7 separate regions of the Mus musculus genome follow, and all the other regions are linked to region 1. The links are chromatin contacts, called in public HiCAR-type and promoter capture Hi-C maps. All regions are on one chromosome and are shown on one strand. Each heading gives the region's core, a stretch centred on a gene start, on an enhancer-like site or on the middle of the called end of the contact. The rest is flanking DNA. Distances are from core to core; before and after follow the strand shown.

Region 1 (2,902 bases), core at 72-2,571:
ACTCACACTGCACCAACTCACAATATTCCCAACTCTCCTGCCTTTGTAAAACAGAGCTGGAAAATAGTCAATAGTCAATAAATGTTAATCTTCAGCAACTGTTTTGTTAACACATACATGAAGGTCCATATGTAGAACGGGAGCACGCTAAATTGTATAACAGCAATAAACACTTCCTGAGCATCTTCTAGCACAGAGCACTGGCTTACATAGTAGTATGCAAACGCTCCCATTAGAGGTCTTCTGCGTTTGGTTTAGTGAAGACTCCACTTCGGATGCCTTCCCTGTCTGTCGACCTTGGGAATTCTTAACCAACAGTTTCCCAACGTTAAGGGAAGAAAACGAGTAACTGGCATCTAAATTCATTTAGGAAAGGCCTCCCTTCCCAGATGAGAGGAAGTTTAGTAGCTAATAAGCAGCAAATGATACAGAAATGATACACTCAGAAAGATGGTATTTTTTTAAAAAAAAAGACTCCTCCGAGAAAAATGGACGTGACAATACAAAAAATTAAAAACACAAGATCTAGGGCTGTCAGTGCATGTCCCCTGAAACACACTAGGTTGTTGTGCTCTGGTGGTGGGAACATAGACTCCAGGCTGTTCAGGGCTACATTTTTTAGAATCTAACACCTCCCTGGCATCTCTTTAAACAGCAAGGCTGGCAACCACTCTCCCCAACCCGCAGGACCTCGTCCCCTCTCAGGGGAAAAACAGATTTGGTATGTAAACTGATCATTCGACATCGGAATCTAATTACTACCTTCAAATTACAATCAAAGATCAGAGGCCACCCTGACACCTTTTAGGGACAGTGACGTCAGTAAAGAGCCAGCAGCCCAAAGGTCAAAAAGGTCAAGATAGTTTTCCTCTGGAGGCCGCAAGCCCCAGTGAGCTCAGGATGCTAAACTAAGCAGAGAGGAGGCGGAGCTTCAAGCTTTTGAGTGGCGGCTCTCCTAGCCAATGGGAATGTCGCTCTCACAGCACGCGGAGGTCCTGCCCTCGCAGCACGCGGTACTCACTTTCCCCACTTCGGCGTTGCCCATGGAGATGACTTTGATGCGGAGGGACTTGGCGGGCTCCTTCCTCTTCGGCACGTTGGTCTCCATCGCCCTCGCTCTGCCGGGGCCGCGGGTTGTGGTGTCCTTACGCACCCAGCCAGCCTGGAGTCCCTCAGGCCTCCTCGCCCAATGACGGAGCCGCTGTGCTCGTCACCACCCTGGCTCCGCGGCTCGCCATCCCCACCGCTGCCTGGCCGCGGACGGACGAGGGCGGTTGGGAAGCGGCGAGCCGCGGAGGGCGAGCGGAGTCTCGCGATGACTGCGCGCCGTGACGTCATTGCGGGGCCCGGGAGGACTGGGTCTTGGGGTCCTGTTGGGCCAGTGCGGCCCGGTTGCAGGCGATTGGGGTTTCTTTGCCTGGCATCAAGATTGGTCTGTACATGGTGGCAGAAATAGAGCGGCTGTCACGGGGAGTTTTTGACATTTAGTGTAAGGCCCAGTCATGCCAAAGGCTTTTTTTTTCCTGGAATCTTCACCGATGGGTGCCTCTGCTGCCATCCTCCTCTCCGTCAGTACAGTGACTGCAGACTACAGTTTCTGCAGAGGACTGAGCCCAGGATCACAGTGGATTCTGCGGATGTCCCAGTCACCTAAAGATGGTATCCGAGCAAACGCACGCTTTAATTCTGGCACTCAGGAGGCAGAGGCAGGCGGATCTCTATGAGTTCAAGGCCAGGTGGAGCTATATTGTGCAATCCTGTTTCAAAATAAATATATAAAAACCTTTATGTATAAATTGTACATGTGTAGAAAGCTTTATGTAACTTATGCACATCCTCAGCCTACTTGTGTCATCTCACATTATCTGCCCCACTGTCTTAGGGTTACTGTTGCTGTGAAGAAACACCATAACCAAGGCAACTTGGGGAGAAAAGGGTTTAACTTGGCTTACACATCAAAAAAAATTTGGACAGGAGAGATAGGAAAGGAAGCTGGGGGCAGGAGCTGATGCAGAGGCTGTGGAGGAGTGCTGCCTAGTGGCTTGCTCCTCATGGCTCCGTTCAGCCTGCTTTCTTACAGAAGTGAGTTTCTTGGCTTCTACCCAAAACCCAAGAAAGCCAGCATAACTACTCAATACAAAGTAAATGCTATTACAATGTAAATATCATTCTTATGTAAATAGTTGTTAGTCTATATTGTTGTCCTTTAGGGAATAATCACACACAAAAAAGTATCTGTTTAGTACATAATCACCCCTCCCCTGATTATTCTTAATGGACGGTTGCTTCAATCTGCAGACAGCCTGCAAAGGCTTCATCGAAGAAGGTAGCATCAGATGAGAATTGGGAGTCTGACCCTGGTTCTGGAAAAGGACCTTGAACAAGACTCTTTCCTGGTTGAAAACCAGAGTTGCCTTTTGGAGCAGAGGCAGTGTGTGTGTGTGTGTGTGTGTGTGTGTTAATTTTCCCTCTCTGGCATCAGTCTAATGGCCCCCATCCTCAGGAGGAAGACTGGCTGGATAGTTCTTAAGGTTTGTCCAGCTCTGTGATGGTGTGGGATTCTCACAGCTGCCAACATCCAGGCTTAACCCAGAATCTTGTTCCCTTTCCCCTTACCTGACAAGATAAGGTAGATAAGGTAGAATCATAAATTTTACGATAACTTCTTATGGAAAGCAACTGTTAGAATGAAAGTCAGTCTGACAGACACACTATTCTTTTAGTCAATAATTTCAGTTACAGATGTAAACAGAGATTGACAAAGATGGCTGACAATTTCTCAGTAATCCCAAGGTGAAGGTTTCTGCTCCCACAGGGCTTTAAACATCTTAAACCAAGTCTGGGAAGACACAGTGGATGACAGTAGTTACTTTAAGTCAGTTTCAAGCATGCTTAATTTAAA
Region 2 (2,769 bases), core at 240-2,739, 740 kb before region 1:
TAAAAACGCTTATCCCTACCTTCAAATGAGTAGTGGTGATAATTAGACAGACTATAAAAGTTTAAGATTTCCAGGTCAAGTTTGATAATCAACAACTGCCACACAAATATATTTCTCCAGTAAATCTGCTTTTTCACTGTGTAAAACACTGTGTATGTCTCTCTCTTCTCTCCTAAAACTTCACCATCATCATCCCCTGTAAAATTTGAAAAGGCTCTATACTCTTCTCAGCCAACATAGGATATGACCCGGGGCTCCACACTTCTTGAAGAAAACAGATATGATCAAATGGTAACTATATATTCCTATTGTAAACTTTATCCATCTATGTCCATCCAACCATTTTTTTCTTCTATTGGTGTACCAACCACTCCCCTCTTTACTTATTTTTGGTTGTCATGGTTTGAGGTGCTGGGAGTCAAATCCAGACTCACGCCCACTAGGCAATCACTGAGCCACATTCCAGTTTTACTCTGGAATCTTACATATCAGGTCTCTACCATTATGTTGGCTCACTCTCGTTGGTCTATAAAAAGCACTGTAGGTATCTTTAAAACAATTCAATTTCTCTATTAATAAGAAAAATCATAGAATCAGCTCTACAGTTTTGTCCTAACTCCTACCATCTTTTTATTTTACAGGAACTAAGTTTTCATTCACTGAAATGATTCACATAATCGCGGTTGCCCAAAATCTTCATCAGGATATCCAATGGTCAATTATGTGTCTTTGTTTTGGTGTGATTCTAAGTTTTAACCACTTCTTAATTTCCTGAAAGATGTTTTTTTTTTTCCTTAAAGGTTTTGGTAACACTCACTGACAACAGTAGAACATAAGCCCGACTAGTCCTTTACACAGTAGTGTTGAATAAACCCAACTGATGAATTGCTTCCCGTTTGTAAGACAAGAGACAAAGCAGGTGCTTACATAATATTAATAGAGGATTCCCAAAGTTCTACATTCGAGAAAAATCCCAGGCTCCAGCTGGCAAGGAACCAAATAGTTACTCCGTATGTCTTTTTGGACTCAGAAGAGCCTAACGCCTGGTCCTAGGCGTTACGAGGTCACTGATGCCAGGGGGCTCTCAATAGGGGTGGGGCGAAAAGTCGCTCAAAGAACACACCCCTGAGGACGAGCCCAGGACAGAACCTCCTTTGACAGAACTGATAACAAGCTTCCCCAACTATGGGCGGAGGGACAAAAAACGCTCCCCAGGCACGCAGCAACAGTCAAGCAACAACATCGCTTCCCTGTCACGCAGAAAGCGGGGTACTCACATTCGCCCTCTTAGCCGCTTGCATCGCCATCTTGGCGGGCTGATGTAGGTTACCGTAAGATCCCTCTGGATATTTCTAAACCTGATCGCCTTCGTGGGCGACACGGCGTCAGATACAGAGTATTTACAGCCAGGTAGCGCCGGAAGCTTTTACAGCAATGCCGGAAAGTCCGCGTCTCAAATTAGGACGCGTTTACTTCCTAGAAAAGATGCTCCAAGTCACACTACAGAGAACGCATTCTCAAGCCGGAAAGCGAACTAGCAAGCTCCAGAACGCTTCCGGATTGCGGACCGGAAGGGGCGGGGCGAATGCCAAGGGAAGGGAGGTGTTCCGCTTGAGGGGGTGTGGCTTAAGGAGCGAGGGGCGGGGTCCATGAGAGAGATCAGACCCAGAGCCTGCGATTTAGCGCGCCCAGGTCTCGGAGAGGAACCCGGCTCGCCAGCGCTTCCAACAGAGGTCCCAATCTGAACTTTGCTCGGAAGGCCGATCCCGGGGCCCTGGGCCTCAGGTCGCGCTTCACCTGACCGTCGAACTCCCTCACCCGGTTCCCGCGGCCCCTGTCCACGCAAACAGAGCACACAACCCGTCACATGCATCTTTTTATTTCCTTAGACCAGCTTTACAGGACATGGGAAGAGAGGCCACTTCCGAGTTTGCTCGGAGGTCCTCCTTCACTAGGGCAGCTCCAAGACGATTTTGCCCGCGCTCCTGTTAGCCCCCACATATTAGCCACTTGAATATAAGTTGCCGGGTAGACTCTATCAAGAACCAGCAGCAGACGTTGGGGGCTGTTTGCAGAGAAAGGCAGAATCTGCTCCGTGGAGGTTTTCACCGGCGTTTGTACTAAGGAAAAGATTATCAGCCTGAAGAAAGGCCTTAACCCTGTTATTCTCCATCCTGCCTAGCCCTAATGTTTTGAGTATCTAAAACAGCACACCCTTTCACTTCCCATCAGGAAAGAGCATGCTTTCAAATGTGCACCCTCATTCTGTACCAGGTAAGACTGAAGGCTGCAGTAAAATACTAGTGCAAGTGACAGACTTACATAGCTTAACACAAAAGGAATGCTGAAGCCTTATCGCTGCGAAACTGATGGGATATACTCCCAAAGCTGGCTCCTTCTATGATGCTACAGAGGATTTTAGGAACATAAACCTGTCGAAGGTCCAAGCTTACATAGGCTTTTTTGGTATACTGAGAAGAGGTCTACCCTGAAAACAAAGCCGTGGGCCTATGTGAAGACTTAATACTGTGGCCATGTTTTTGCTCATTCTGATAGAAACATATAAATATGAAGTATAGAAATACGTGGGAGGGTTTAGAGAATTAATTATCTGAACACAGTTACCAATTGGTACACAAGGTAGCAGACTTATTTATAGGCTCCCTAAAGCAAGCTGTTTGTACAAAGGCAGTTTTCTGGGTGACAATCCTACTTTCTTTCACTTACCACCCACCTCATTATCCCTAGATCGAGCAAACTAGTGATCCG
Region 3 (2,841 bases), core at 306-2,805, 830 kb before region 1:
CAAAACCTTGTGTTAAGTTACAAAAATTGTGTGAATTTAAAGGAATATTTTAAATAAAGAACACTGTTCAGTCAAATTACTCTTAGAAAGTTAGCCTCTTTCTAGGCAGAATTAACCCACTCCTTGAATTCAGAACCAATTTCATAGTAACACAAACTTCTCGATGTGCTAGCTTCATGTTTTACACTACAGGTGATAAAAGTTCAGGATCTCAGATCTCATCTCTAAAGAACTAAAGCAACTCTTGCTTCTGCAATTGTACGGACCACAACAACGCTAGTTTGACTTTTGAAAAACATTTCCTTAACAGAAATGTAGAAACCATGTCACGATGGCCATTCGACACGTTTCTTTCTACATACTCCCTTTGTAACTTGAAAGTCCTCTGCTCTCTACAAGAACCTTGGTTAGCTGGCTGGCTCGCCCTACAGCTTACAGCACCGTGTCTGATCTGCCTTGCCTACAGAGGCGTTAAGCGTTGGTTTTGTTTTTAAAGTTGGTGTCAGTGCAGCTACAAACTTTTTTCAGCATCCCTGCCTGCCTGCCTGCCAACTGGAGCTCTGTTCACTTCCTTACCAACTTGAACCACCCCCAAACTAAGTAAACTCAGACAGCGGCAAGAGCTGACACACTTTCAAGAGGGGTTTGACACCGCAGAAAACTTTCACTTCTCTCTTCTCCCCTTCCAAGCCAGGCACTGCAGCCTTAAATTCTTGCTTCCTCTAGAATTCCCTTCTAAAGCCGGGCAAGGACACGGATGGCAGAGCATTCTAATGTCCCCGAAAGGAACCCCAAGAGCCATCTCCCGTGGACTCGAGTGCTGTTCTTTACACAAAAGAACCGGGCCGGCTCAGCTAAGGTGCTGGAGTCGCGGCCCTTCGGCGGCTGCCACCCTCCACCGCACCCGCAAGACGGTCTCCGGCCAGACAAAGCCCGGGCGGCCGGGCCAGCACTTTCAAGCCTCGGCCGTGGGCCGCCGCTCTTACCCGGGCCTCGTCCAGGGCGCCGCCGCTTCCCCCGGCCTTGGCCGCCGGGCAGCTGGCCGCGCGCGTCTTAGAGGAGCGGGTCCGAGAGGAGATGAAATGGCTGCTGCCGCCGGTCGCCCCCGGCTCCGCTCCGGCTCCGGCCCCGGGCCCAGGCCCGGGCCCAGGAGACTTGGACCCGAGAAGGCGCAGAGAGCTCTTCCGGGTGTTCACCATGGTCCAGCCAGGGGGACCGGGTCCACGCCGCGCCCGCCGCTCCCGGGAGAGGCGAGGAAGGCCGGCCCGCCGGCGGGCAGGGGCCAGCGGAGCCTCGCCGGGCCGGCTCGCGTTGCCTCTCCGGGACGCAGGCCCGACAGGCTAGAGCGGAGCAGAAGCCGGCGGCGGCGCGAGGAGGCAGGGAGCGGGAGGCGGAAGCGAGGCTGCAGGCCGGCCGCGCAGACCCTGCGCCCGCTCAGCGGTCCTCAGCGGGAGCCGAGCGGAGCCGCCATGTCTGCCCCTTTCTCTCTCGTTCTCTCTCTATCGAGCTCCGTGCGTCAGGTCTCTGGCGCCGCAGGGCCGACAAGGCCGCTTCTGGACGCGGCCGCTGCGGGGCGCTGCAAGGACGCGCAGCCCTTCCTTCTGCACAGGCCCCGCCTCGACGTGACGTCAGCATCGGCGGGAGGCCTGCGGGGAGGCGCTCTGGGCTGTGAACCCCACAGTGGCCAGCTTTTGCTGCCCTGTCTAGACTGGGGGATGGGCAGAGCCGGCCAGGGCGCAGGATGGGTTTCCGCGTGGAACGTAGTCCGGACCCTTCAACGCCTGGCCAAGACCGAGGACCCCAGATTCCAGACCCCTGCGGTGGCCTGGAGGACGCCAGGAACGGCCGACCAAGCGCGGAGTAGAAGGAATGGAGAGGACGGTGCGGTGCGGAGGGGTTCCAGTTGCCTAGGTACTTTGGGCAAGACCCCTAATGAACTTGGGCTGCACATTGCATGACTGTCCAAATGATAATGGCAATGAATGAAAGAAGTCCCTGCGGTAATCCACGCAAGTTAAACTAAGAAAAAACAACTCTAGGAACTCTGCATCCTTTTTTAAACTCACTATGGAGACCAGGCTAGCCTTGAACTCTGCATTCATCCCAAGCGCCAGGATTAAAGATTTGAACCACTGAACTCAAGTGTTGTTCCCTTTGACTTTAGCCAAGTCTACCGGAGGGATTTTGCAGCATCTTTTATCTCCATCCTACCGGTGTGCAGAATTAAGACAAAACACTTCCAAAGGAAAAAAAGTCAAAGTACTATGTAATTATTAAATTAATGTAATATGGAAAGGTCTGGAATTATAGAGGGAAGAATAAATGTTCATTTCAAAGCATCACAGTTTATCTAAGATAGAGAGCCTAGTCTTTATTTGGGCAGAAATTCCCCTGATTATTACACTAAAAAAGTGAAGAGTGAATAAAGACTAAATAGCTTCATAGTTATAACATTTAGCCATGTAAGACCCCAAACAAAAAATTAATAAGCTTTGTTCAGTCCTCACTATATAGAATGTACAGAGTAGTTGTGTGTATTTATATATATATATATATAAATAAGTAAATAAGTTCAAAGCCAACTTGGTCTACATAGTGAGTTTCAGGACAGGCAGAGCTACATAATGAGACCCTCTGATTCTCAAGAAAGCTCACCAACAAATGGACAAGAGATCAGTAAAGTACAACTGGTGGTAAGAAGCACGAGCCCCTACTTCAAGCAAGGACCTAAGGAACTCCTTTAGAGATACATTCTGAACTACAAAATGAGGGGAAATACATCAAAGAAAGAAAGAAAGAAAGAAAGAAAGAAAGAAAGAAAGAAAGAAAGAAAGAAAGGAA
Region 4 (3,072 bases), core at 427-2,926, 760 kb before region 1:
TCTGGGAGTTGTAGTTCCCGCGAAATCACCGCCCGAAAATCTTCACAATACACCTCAAGTGCTTCAACCTCTTTTCCCACGCAGGTCTCAACTGTTCTCTTAGAAGTGGTTGGCAAGAGCCGGGCGTGGTGGCACACGCCTTTAATCCCAGCACTTGGGAGGCAGAGGCAGGCAGATTTCTGAGTTCTAGGCCAGCCTGGTCTACAGAGTGAGTTCCAGGACAGCCAGGGCTATACAGAGAAAAAAAAAATTGGTTGGCAAGAGGGAATCGGAATTCTACAGTCAACATGTGTAAAAAGTTAGTGTTTAGTTTAGAGGGGAGTCAAGAACTCCACATTTAAAAATCCCATAAAATATCACTCCCAAAATGTAAATACATCCGTTTACCTGAAGCCAGCCTCGTAGGCCTGCCCAAGTAGCAGATCTGTTCTACCCCGATCTCAAAGTACCTGCCCAAGGCCATAACCAGTAGGGGGGTGAGGGTCAGGGTTGGAGGGTGGGGTGTCTTAAGCTTTTTTGTTTGTTTGTTTGCCTTAAGCCCTGACGACTCTAGGGCACACACACGGGTTTTTTTCTGATCCTAACGTGCACAGTACCGTAAACCAGCTTTTCTGAGCACCAACTTTAGTCCTTGTATCCTGGCAAGCTAGTATCTGCGAGCTAGCCACTTGGAAGAGTGGAGATGGAGAAACTGAGGAAAATGCGTCAAGTTCCAGTTCTGGGCCTTTGAATAAATAGGTCCTTCTCCCATACTCACCTCCCATTGGCTCTTGTCAGAAACAAATTCAGATCTGTGCAACGGGTGTAGAAAAGATGGGGGTGGGGGGCATTTCTTAAAGTCTCCTTCAGCCTTCAAGCAAATGTTTTCTCCTCCCAATGTATCTTCCTAGGGGCCATGGACGTAACCTCTGTTAGCTTAGCGTGAGTGAACAGGCCCTGGCTTCCCTGGATTCAAGTCCCAGGACCAAGGAAGCGGAATTCGGATTGGGGAAGGACAAAAGTATCTTTTTAGATCCTGGTTTGGTTTGGGTAGAGGTAAAAGAATTCATTCATTCCTTCTATAGCATTCACCATTCAGGCTGTCGCTGTATCTTCAGCACAGAGCTGATCCTCCTTTAATTCAGTTGGAATCCCCAGGGAGCAGTCCTTTACCTTGAAAGGTGAGACCTCCAATACATATACCTGCTGTAAAACTTTGAGGAATGATGAATGTGGTCTTAAGGTGGTTGAGGAAAATTCGTCAATAATTGGTTTCTTCCCTTCGCCGGCTCTGCTCCAATAGATTCGGGAAGCCTAACCCGGGTAGGTATCAGTCTCGGGTGCTTCCGTTTTACTCTGAACCCCACGGCACTGAGCACACGTATTTAAAGAGTTAGTTTAATTACCGACTTTCTCCTAGTCTGTAGGATTGAGTGGACTCCCTGGGGCTTTGCACCCTGTAGGTGCTAAATAAATATACACTGAGTGGATAGATGTGTGGATGTGCTAGTGCCGGCACGCCTCGCTCACCCTGCCTCCCCTTTCAGCCAGTGGGTTAATGGTGGTTAGTCTGGCCAGGATCCGGAGCAGCCACGTCAGGGTCGCTTCCCTCGGGCTCCGCCCCGGCCGACCCCACCTTGTCGCACAGCTCCACCCCGCCGCCCCCTTCCCGGCGGCCCCTCCCCGCGCAGGTCCTGACTCCAGCCGCACCTCCTCCGGCTCTGCAGTGGCGGCAAGAAGGCGAGCGGGAGTGCCTGCGGGGTCCGCGCCAGAGCGGAGCCGGGGTCGGGGCAGCCGCGAGGACCCCCTTGGAGGCGGGGCCTGTGGGACCGTGATGGGCGTGGAGATCGAGACCATCTCCCCAGGAGACGGTACCGGGCGGCTGGGCCCGGGAGGAGGAGGGGTCCCGGGGCGGAGTCCGCGGGCTGGGATCTGATTCCGAGGTGGCTCCGGGGACCTGAAGCGGGGAGAGGGTCAAAGATGCGGGCGACAGGAGGAGACCTCCTTCCCCGATTCTTGTGGGTTTCAGAGGACAACGCACCATCCCATTCTGCGCCCGCTCACCTTGGGGAGTGAAGGCGGCCACCTTAGGGCAAGGGGGTTATGTCCAGCCACTGTCCTAGGCTGCGGCTGCTATCTCCTGAGCTGCAACCTCTCGATTAACCGCTGCTACTGACTTCCCAGGTTTGAATTTCTGTTCCGTTTTTCCTGTTCGGTTCCAGGGATGATCTCGCTTTGGGGGTTCCTGCTGTACAGAGAAACCCCTCCTATTGCACCACACCTCCCCGCCCCTCTTGTCTGGAGGCCCCCAGGGCTGGGCAGTGGTTAGTTGTGGAGAGAGCCAATTTGGGAGCCTGCCACTCCTTTGGCTGCTTCTGCTTCCTATTTCACCCTCCCGGTCCTACTCACCCTTCCTGGTCATCTGCCCTCTACCATGCCCTCCTCAGTCAAAACCCAGCCTTCGGACCTGCTGCTTGATCCTCCTGGGGGGTCCATGGTGCCGGGTCAGCCAGGTCAAAACAACTCGCGTTCCATAATTTGGTTCATCGCCCCACCCCACCCCCTCCTCCCAGTCTATCTATCTCTGGGTTCCCTGTCTCACCAAGTTTCCTCAACTATTTAGAAAACTGGGTGTATTCAACATATTCAAGGAGTAGCTATTTCTTAAGCAAAATTTAATCCAGACCAAAAGCCACCCCCAAGGTCCAGAGTGTTTAACAAGCAAACTTGCTGTTGGATATTATTGGCATGCTCCTTCGCAGGGAGTTAAAGGGCTTCTTGGTTACAAACCGAGGGCTTCCTGGAAGTACCCGATACTGCCCAGATCACTCCTTGCAGATACACGTTTCTTCCCAGGCCTTGTCACCCACACAGCCTCTGAGCTGTCTCCCCATCTTCGTTCTCCCCGCCTTCCATTTGACTTCCGTTCTCAGTCCCCTCATTTTTCTCACAGGTCCCCTAAAATGCAGAGCTTTAAGGGCCCCTCCCTCAGGAAGAAAATCATTAAAAGACTCTTCCCCCTACTTCTGCAAGCAGCTGCCCTCTTGGTGATTGCTAGGGCGGGAGGGATCCACACTGGCACTTCCTCTTTCG
Region 5 (2,750 bases), core at 83-2,582, 850 kb after region 1:
CCTGCAATGGGTGTGGAAGGGGCAGGGCCACACACCACCACAGGGTCAAGGTCTCTGGGTCTTCCTGGGGGAGGGACGGGTGGAGCTGGAAGTGACATCATACCAGACTTCCTGGCAGCCCCTCACAGAAGCCCCACCCACAAGTCAGAAATCCTGAAAATGACATCACTTCCAGTGGGCCTGGCCCCACCCACCATCCTGATGTCTTGCCCATAAAGCTCCCAAAAAGCAGGAAGTGACATCACTTGTGGTTGGTGTGGTGACCTCATTTCCCCGCTCCATCATCCCCAGAACCCACCCTCTTCTCCCAAACTCAGAACTGCAATCATGATGCCACTTACAGTGGGTATGGCCACCAACAGACCACGCCCATCTTCCTAAAAAGATGAAAGTAGCTACCCTGAGGCCCCTTCCCACTGACCTTTGTGCCCCCCCCCCCTCGCGGCAAAGTACTGGAGGCAGGGCCAGGTGGCCTTGCTCAGCATCTCGGGGAAGGCAGGATGGACGACCATGAAGGCCAGGCCCTGGGGTGGGGGGAAGGGGTGAATGGGTGGGGTCAGACACGCGTCAAGGCCCTGCCCACAATGACTCAATCACTCTTGGGCACACCCCCAGCCAGGACGTCAAGAGAATATATACAATATATACAAATGCGGGGGGGGGGGTGTCACAGGGTGATGACATCATCTGGACACGTGTCAATGGCAAGGAGGGAAACTGTGACATCATCTGAACTCAGGAAAAGCCATAACGTCATGCAGTTTTATGCAAATGCATGCAAATTTACATGACAAATACACGCAGAGTAAAGCCATAACATCGTTTATGTTTATGGAAATTTACTCAGGGGAGCTGTCATTATGCAAATTTATGCAAATTTTCATCATGCGAAACTGATGTCACATGAGCGTATGCAAATTCCCAACGTACACGATATGCTAATTTATACAGGTCAGGGGAGGTTATATAAACCTGGGTAGAACAAAACCAAGCAGCCATTCAAATTCACTCAAATTCATGCAAACGAGCAGCAATGAAACTTAGACCCCATGCAAATCTATGTCTCTTGCAGGAGCTTAGTTAAGACCCCGCCCCAGGCCCCTGTCACTCACGCTCAGCCACTCCCAGCCCTCGCTCAGGCTCCGTCCCTGGCCTGTCTGTCAGTGCCTCTTGGGAAAAAACAGGTCACTCACCTGAAGCTACGTCCACATGCCACTCCGCTAGTCGCTGTCAATCCCGTGGGGACCAAGTGTCACTCACGTGAAACCCCGCCGACATGTCTCGCACAGCGAACCCCAGGATCTCCTTCCGCCGCGAGGAGGCGCTCGCCAGGACGACGCGGTGCCAGCGCAGGCACGTGCGGGGTGATGTCACAGCGACATCTGGGCGGGGAGTGATGACGTCGAACGGGTCGCCTGTGGTTCTGCGGTTCGCCGAAAGGTCAGGAGCTGAACCGGTGACGTCGCTGGAGTCGCCGGGGATTGGGGCGGGGGGGGGGTAACGGTGGTTGCGGCGGGGAAACCGGAAATCGGTCGCGCTGCTCCGAAAGGGAAAACCGGGTTCGGCGAAGAGAGGAACTGCACATCCGCTGTTTGCTTGTCCGCTTCTGATCAGCGGAACCCGGAACTGGAAGTCTTCAATGTCACGCTGCCGCTCCGAGTTCTCGTGAGATTTACAATGCGGTAGAAGGACTCACTTCCTGTTGGAACGGAGGAACTTCCTGTCTGGAAGTTAGGGTTCAAGCATGCTGGGAGTTGCAGTTATTTCCTGCTTTAGGCATGACTTCCTGTTTGCCATAGGAAGTGACGCCACAGTAGCCCCGAGTTTCACTGGGAGGCACGCTGGGAGGTGTAGTTCCTACCTGTACATCTCCGGGTCTAACCTCCCAGGAACGTACCGTATTAATACGCTGCCCTGTCACCGGGTCGAAGCGCCCGCATGCCCGGCCTCCCCTCACCGTGGCCGCTTCACCGCAGGCAAATCCATATCCTTTGACACCAACCGGAGCGGATGCAGTAACCATCTCACCTGTGATGCAGTGACCATCCCAAGGGAGATGTAATGACTCTTACCTGAGATGCAGTAACCATCTCACCTGAGATGCAGTGACGATCCCAACTGTGATGCAGTGACCATCCCACATGAGATGTAGTGAGCATGCCACTTGAGATGTATTGACAGTGATTATCCTACCTGAGATACAGTGACCATCCACCTGAGATGCAGTGACCATCTCACCTTTGATGCAGTGAACATTCTACCTGAGTGATTCTTACATGAGATGCAGTGTCCATGCCACCTGAGATGTTGTAACCATTCCACCTAGGATGCAGTGACTATGCCATCTGAAATGTAGTGACCATCCCAGGTGAGATGGGATGATAATCCCACCTGTGATGCAGTTGACTATCCCACCTGAGATGTAGTGACCATCCCACCTGAGATGAAGTGACCACTTGAGATGTGATCGTCTCTCCTGAGATGAAGTCACCATCTTACCTGAGATACAGTGAAAATCCCACATGGGATGCAATGACTATCCAACCTGAGATGTAGAGAGTCGTCTTAACAGAAATGCAGTGACCATCCACCTAAGATTCAGTGACTATCCCACGTGTGAAGTTGTGACCATCCCAAGTGAGATGGGATGACAATCCCACTAGTGATGCAGTGACTGTCCCACCTGAGATGCAGTGACCATGCCACCTGAGATGTTGTGACTATCTCACGTGAGATACTATGACAATCCC
Region 6 (2,797 bases), core at 48-2,547, 790 kb before region 1:
ATACGTACATGCAGTGCTCACATATGTATGTATGAGCTCATAGGGAGGTGCAGGAAGGGCTGCCTCATGGTCAGCTCTGACTCTAGCTATTTCAGATATAACAGTTAATATTGAACTTTGATGGCCATGTAATGCTTTGTGGAATTTCTTTTTCTTTTCTCTCTTTCCTTTTTATTTTTTAATCTCTTAAGATCAGCAAACCTCATATAGAACATTCAAAATATACAGAACAAAACACAAAACAGGGTATGTGGTTAGCATGGCCTTGAGCCAAGTCACTTCTCTGTGTTGGTGATTGACAGGTATGAAACAAAATGGCTAAAGCTATTTTGGGGGTGGGGTGGGGTGAGCAGACCATACCAAGCACACCGAGGAGAGGAATCCAAAGATCCAGTGGCCTCCGAAGTCCATCTCCAAGAGAATGTAACGCCGCAGCACATCAAAGTTGACACATTGGAAATCTTTCTCTTAAGTTGGCTGGCCCTAGCCGGGCGTGGTGACGCACGCCTTTAATCCTAGCACTTAGGAGGCAGGGGCAGGGGGATTTCTGAGTTCGAGGCCAGCCTGGTCTACAAAGTGAGTTCCAGGACAGCCAAGGCTACACAGAGAAACCCTGTCTTGGAAAAAAAAAAAAAAAAAGTTGGCTGCCCAGCCCCTTTACTCCTAGGAGGAATTTTTTGGGTTTTGGGTTTTTTTCCCCCCTTGGGGGTAGGGGTCGACTAATTTCTGGGACCCATTGTTTCAGTAGTCTGATAATACAAGGAAGGATAGTCACACTATTTTCTTGTTAGGTGTTTATACAGTGTGGTCTTTTGCCTTTTGAAAGTATGTCCTGGGTGAGCTATCACACCCACCACACTTCATTCACCCTCCAGGACTTGGTGGCACAGCTGTAGTTGCAAGTCCCCTATAGGAAAAGCCTGGGAAATGTGTAGTTCGGGCTGAGTCCACTCAGCCACAGTTTTAATCTGGACAAGTGAAGTGCTTTATTTAAATAGGTTTATTTGCTGGCTTTCACCCAAGGCGGGGTTAGCTGAGGGTTTCTGTCTACAACATGTCTGCCAAGAAACAAACAAGATCGTCCCTGAGGACTTGACCGCTTTTTCCCAGGTGTATGGAGATTGGAGTTCCTCCTTGGAGAGGAGGACCCGAAGCTTCGAGGTCCTGGGTATCCCCACACTGCTGCCTCAGGTGGCACGCGGCTACTAGAGCTCCCGGAGGGCGGGCTGCCTGCACAATGGGACCACGCCCACTTGGCCAGATCCACCCTCCCGATAGTGACTGCGCTGCGGCAGCAGTCGGAGCTTAACAGCCACGGGATGTCGGTGCCCCATGGACCCACCCCCGCTCCTGTCGCAGAGCCTCACACCCAGGAGCCAGGCTCGGTGAGCGTCAGGGTGGGAAGAGGGAAGCCGGGCTACTCAGCGCTCCCAAGAGCAGGGAAGAACCTACCACAGCACTTTGTCCAGTTGTTGGGTAGTGTGTGGTTTGGCGCCACTGGGACACCCCAGAGAAAATAGGAAGGCATCCCAAGTCCTAGTGTGAAGTAACACAGCTTTATTCAAGTAGGCAGGCTGGAAGGACCAGATCTCCAGTGTCCTGACTGCAGATCCTCCTGGAGGCTTCTTAGCCCAGCGAAGGGAGCTGCCTCCTTTCCCCAAACTCCTGGTAGCTCCGGTTGACTTAGCCTCCCTCCGAAATTGTGGTGCTCGCCAGGTACCAAGTTCTCCTTAGAGGATTCTCCGGATGCCCAGGCAGGGGCTTGAGAGATTTGGGTAGAGGGGAGATGGGAACCCAAGGTCCTTAGACCCTCTGCGTTCTCTTCGTGGCAAAAAGTGGCCCTCAGTTGGGAGACCCCGTGCCTAGGTGTGCCTGTAGTCTCAGTACCTGACTGGGGAGGCTAAGGCAGGAAGATTTCTTGATGTTCTGGGAAATATAATTAGAGCTATCGCCTTAACAGTTAGGAAAAGTGGATGAGTAAGAGACATGGCCCGGTGGCTGCAGATCTCAGATGGTAAGATGGTACTGGGGGTGGGGTGGGACCTCACCTCTCCCAGAATTTAGAGAACTGAGGTGATATGTGATATTAATGGAAAAAGGAAAAGAAACCTAAGACTGCCATGAAGCAGCAGTGTTTGACTACGTTAATAATGCTATGAGGTGCATGTCTTCATTTTGCTTATCAAGCAACAAGTTCCGCAGGTCACACAGCCAGTTTGTTCGCTCCATGTAGTGTAGTGTAGATTCCATGGACTCTATGGGGCTGATGGGGTAAGGAGACCCAGCATCACTCAGTGTGTGAGTCTGTCTCATGTCAGTTTCAGCTGGAGTTTGTTGTAACGGCCTTTCTATTATCTCAAACCTCCACAGGCCCATTTAGGGTAAACAAGAGACTCATTAAAGGATGGGAATCCGCTCACACTGGATTCTGCCTGTAAAGTTTTTCTGGCAGTTGCAATGATGTCCACACAGATGTCAGAAGAAGAATACATCCAGCCTTGAGTGTGGTTTTTCTCCTAGGGTAGGAAATGTGTGAAGTTTGTGATATGCCTTATCTAGGAAGACCTTTCCCTTCCTCACAGCCTGCCTGTGGTGGTGTCTACAAGATACTGAAATGGACGAAGTCCACACTCCCTCCCACCCCACTCTGCCCCCAAAGGATGAAAAAAATAAAATGATTCCTAGCCTTAGTTGAAGATTACTTTACAGCATCCTCATAGCCATTCACTGCTTAGAAACATTGAGCACCTACTGTCCGCTTGGGAACTAGAGGCTCCACAGTGAGTGAAAGGGCTTA
Region 7 (2,809 bases), core at 24-2,523, 770 kb after region 1:
GAAGGAGGACAAGTCTTTGAAGAGCATGATCACATCTAAGATGGTCAGAAAAGAACATGATCAAAGGCTTTACTTACACATGAAATGCACATGTTGGTGATGGCGAGGTGTCTGCCAAAGTGTAGCTTATTTTTATTTAATATGCTTATATATTTGTTATATGCTAATTAGTTATGTGTGTGTGTATATAAAATTTACCTAAATAAAAATCTCCTTATTGGTGAATCAGCTCATCAGGTTCAACCATTCTACCATCACATTCTGCGGGTGCTGGAGCATACTTAGAAAGGTAAGTTAGAAATTTGCTTATTTCGACTATAGAAAGGAAGAAAAGGGAGGTGTAAATAAAACTGATAGGGAGAGAGGGAAAAGGGACAAAACTAGAGAAAAGACATGGCACAGGTGTGGTGGAGTTACCCCACCAGAGTAGCCCTCAGGAGGCTGAGACTGGAGATTCATGAATTGGAAGTCAGTACTGGTGTACAGACTTTGCAACAAAACAACCAACCTACAAACAAGTGAAAAGCAAGGAAGAGATCGGTTGGGATGGGGCAGGCTTTCAGATTTTCGATTTGGTGGTACAACTTTGGCTACAGTGACCGCCCGCCTTTTCTGAATAGAGCGCTTCAGCTCCCGGGATTCCAAGGGCTGCTTAGGCCCGAAGCAGCAAAGAAGCTTCCATTCGCAGGGAGGTTCTCCCCGCACCCGGGGTTCCTCAGGCCGATGACATCATTCCAACCCCAGGAGCGCTGCGCCTTTTTCAGTTTGGAATCCCGGCTCTATCAACTCTAGCTTCTTAAGGAGACCAGGTTGTCAGGACCAGCCCACAAGCGGGATCTCTTCTGGAGATGTCCGGGTTTAGTAAGGAGGTTCCTGAGTGGCCCAGAGCACTTCTTTCTCTCTCATCTATATGAACTATACACACACACACACACACACAGCCAGCCACGCCCGTCGCTGGGCTAACATCCTTAGCTCCTCAACAGGATACTGAGAGGGAGTAGAGGATTCCAGCAGTCAGCTGGGCGCCCCGGAAAAGGCAAGGGAGGGAGGGCAGGAGCTATACGGACGTAGTGCGCCTGCGCAGTTCCCGGGCCGCACCTCCCCCGCGGGGCGTGTTCGTCAAGCCGCTCACCCAATCAGGAGGCCGTAGGGAGCGCGCCCGCGGCCTCGCCCCCTCTGGTCCCGCCTCCGCGTGCCCTACTTGCCCGCCCGCGCGCGTGCGCAGAGGCGGGCCGCAGGGGCGAGGGCGCGAGAGAAGGGCGGGTGTACGTCCTTGCGTGCGTCTCAGGCTGCGCGCACGCCGGCGTGAGAGGGCACGGGGAAAAAGGTGGCTCTGGCCGGGGCGGCTCTGTTTCCTGGGGTTATGTAGCAGGGCTTGTCGGCTCGCGAGACCTCCCGCTGCCCTCGCCCGTGTCCTAGCGCGGGGTTTCTGCTCCGGGCGGAGGCCGTGTTCAAGCCCGCCGCGCTCCCTCGACGTAGAGCTCGCTCGTCCGCCCGTGGGAGCGTCCCGGCCGAGCTGCGCTGAGGGGGGAGGGGAGGCCATTTTGTCCCGACCGACTCCCCGGAACCGGGCGGAGCGGCTGGGAGAGGCTGCGGAGCCGCGGGCGCCGCCCCTCGGAGGCACGGGCGCCGCCACCGTCGGGGCTTCCTCGACGAGGCCGTTCGGAAGGTCTCCTGCTCCGTCTCGAGAGCTGCTTTCTCCTTCCGCACACGCTACCCGGCTGCTGCGGCCCCAGAACGCCCGGGTGAGGAGTTGGTTGTAGTGAGCAGTTCCGATCCCTTGGGGCTACCGGCGGCGAGCGCCCGAGCCGCTCCTCCCAATGGCGAAGAAGACGTACGACCTGCTTTTCAAGCTGCTCCTGATCGGGGACTCGGGAGTGGGCAAGACCTGCGTCCTTTTTCGTTTTTCGGACGATGCCTTCAATACCACCTTTATTTCCACCATAGGTAAGACCTGTGGGAGGATGGTGTGGGGGCTCTGTAGCCGCGAGCCGTTTTCTTTTATTCCAGACATCTTGCTTCCCGGAATTTACGCCTTTGTTCCAGTGATTCCGATTCCAGACGACAGACCTAAGTTACTGTTGGAATCGGAATAGCCTTACTGGGGCGGGGTCTTCCCATGCTTACCATCCGGTCTCAAGTCTCCTTCTCTGTTCGGTGCCTTCTGGCACAAAATATGCAGCATTTAGCAGCGTTCCAGAATCCGGTTTCTTTAAGTGACTTGCCTGGCCTTACCATAATTGCATGAAGTTACTTGATGTGCTATTTGTAATAGACGTAATTTAGTGGTTGGGATTGAAGCAGTACTGGCTATGTGGCAAAGGCCCGAATTGGGGGTCAAAGAGAAAATATTCTATCTGACTGTAACTTGGAGTAAACTTGAGAGTTGCAGAATCATTAAGGAAAATGAGAGGGGCGGGGGAAAGTGAGTTGGCTGTCTTGACTGAACCATTGATGTGTCAAACAATCGGAGGCCCTTCGTGCTTGGGGTGGGAATCTGGCATGGTTGGCTCACAGTGCTTTTTCAAGACCTCAACGAAGCAGATGGACGGTTTCTGTTTTCAACCCAATGGAATCAAGTCAAGTTCTAATGTTTTACTTGATGTTAGAATTTACAGGAAAATCTTTCGTCAGTCATGGCTCTAAGGACTTCTAATGTACTACCACATATTTCGGAATTACTTGGTATGGAAATAAAAACTGACCTTTTAAATGGGTTTCCTGTTTCGGAAATGAAAAGGGAAGGTTTCAAGAAAGTCGTTTTGACGCTGGCACCAACATCAATTTTGTCAAAGTAACTGTACAT

What was found. Promoter capture Hi-C pulls out the DNA fragments that hold promoters and counts their contacts. HiCAR-type assays count read pairs that join an accessible place to other places.
Region 2: a contact with region 1 is called in a promoter capture Hi-C map of pre-B cells, with 4 times the contacts expected there. The contact joins the promoter of Sf3b6 here to the promoter of Dnajc27 in region 1. A contact is called at or near these places in 9 of 39 promoter capture datasets (the 3T3-L1 cell line, the C10 cell line, embryonic stem cells and 5 more), 3 of 484 Hi-C or Micro-C datasets (the C10 cell line, natural killer cells and pre-B cells), 1 of 115 datasets of contacts at active chromatin or transcription factors (stem cell-derived neural progenitor cells) and 1 of 9 other capture datasets (adipose tissue).
Region 3: a HiCAR-type map of astrocytes shows a contact between it and region 1, with 2.1 times the contacts expected there. The contact joins the promoter of Atad2b here to the promoter of Dnajc27 in region 1. A contact is called at or near these places in 7 of 39 promoter capture datasets (the 3T3-L1 cell line, the C10 cell line, cranial neural crest and 4 more), 1 of 484 Hi-C or Micro-C datasets (pre-B cells) and 3 of 115 datasets of contacts at active chromatin or transcription factors (the 230-238 cell line, astrocytes and memory CD8 T cells).
Region 4: a contact with region 1 is called in a promoter capture Hi-C map of pre-B cells, with 4 times the contacts expected there. The contact joins the promoter of Fkbp1b here to the promoter of Dnajc27 in region 1. A contact is called at or near these places in 9 of 39 promoter capture datasets (the 3T3-L1 cell line, the C10 cell line, cranial neural crest and 5 more), 3 of 115 datasets of contacts at active chromatin or transcription factors (astrocytes, bone marrow-derived dendritic cells and microglia) and 2 of 9 other capture datasets (adipose tissue and embryonic stem cells).
Region 5: a contact with region 1 is called in a promoter capture Hi-C map of pre-B cells, with 4 times the contacts expected there. The contact joins the promoter of Rab10os here to the promoter of Dnajc27 in region 1. A contact is called at or near these places in 1 of 39 promoter capture datasets (pre-B cells) and 2 of 484 Hi-C or Micro-C datasets (CD4 T cells and LSK cells).
Region 6: a contact with region 1 is called in a promoter capture Hi-C map of stem cell-derived epiblast-like cells, with 2.2 times the contacts expected there. The contact joins the promoter of Mfsd2b here to the promoter of Dnajc27 in region 1. A contact is called at or near these places in 5 of 39 promoter capture datasets (the 3T3-L1 cell line, cranial neural crest, hippocampal neurons and 2 more).
Region 7: a contact with region 1 is called in a promoter capture Hi-C map of pre-B cells, with 3 times the contacts expected there. The contact joins the promoter of Rab10 here to the promoter of Dnajc27 in region 1. A contact is called at or near these places in 4 of 39 promoter capture datasets (the C10 cell line, cranial neural crest, erythroid cells and 1 more) and 1 of 484 Hi-C or Micro-C datasets (pro-B cells).

Annotation. Positions count from the first base shown.
Region 1 is chr12:4,080,993-4,083,894 of GRCm38.p6, reverse strand. It overlaps Dnajc27 (DnaJ heat shock protein family (Hsp40) member C27), which reads right to left and starts at 1,321. Exons shown (of 7, transcript NM_153082.4): 1 at 1,022-1,321. The coding sequence starts at 1,108.
Region 2 is chr12:4,816,328-4,819,096 of GRCm38.p6, reverse strand. Sf3b6 (splicing factor 3B, subunit 6) reads right to left here and starts at 1,489. Exons shown (of 4, transcript NM_025323.2): 1 at 1,278-1,489. The coding sequence starts at 1,307. It also overlaps the pseudogene Gm20348.
Region 3 is chr12:4,916,067-4,918,907 of GRCm38.p6, reverse strand. Atad2b (ATPase family, AAA domain containing 2B) reads right to left here and starts at 1,555. Exons shown (of 28, transcript NM_001362349.1): 1 at 987-1,555. The coding sequence starts at 1,199.
Region 4 is chr12:4,840,177-4,843,248 of GRCm38.p6, reverse strand. Fkbp1b (FK506 binding protein 1b) reads left to right here and starts at 1,676. Exons shown (of 4, transcript NM_016863.4): 1 at 1,676-1,850. The coding sequence starts at 1,814. It also overlaps a transcript of Wdcp not described here.
Region 5 is chr12:3,234,373-3,237,122 of GRCm38.p6, reverse strand. It overlaps Rab10os (RAB10, member RAS oncogene family, opposite strand), which reads right to left and starts at 1,332. Exons shown (of 7, transcript NR_015551.1): 1 at 1,194-1,332.
Region 6 is chr12:4,872,859-4,875,655 of GRCm38.p6, reverse strand. It overlaps Mfsd2b (major facilitator superfamily domain containing 2B), which reads left to right and starts at 1,297. Exons shown (of 14, transcript NM_001033488.2): 1 at 1,297-1,385. The coding sequence starts at 1,320.
Region 7 is chr12:3,308,433-3,311,241 of GRCm38.p6, reverse strand. Rab10 (RAB10, member RAS oncogene family) reads left to right here and starts at 1,273. Exons shown (of 6, transcript NM_016676.5): 1 at 1,273-1,950. The coding sequence starts at 1,824.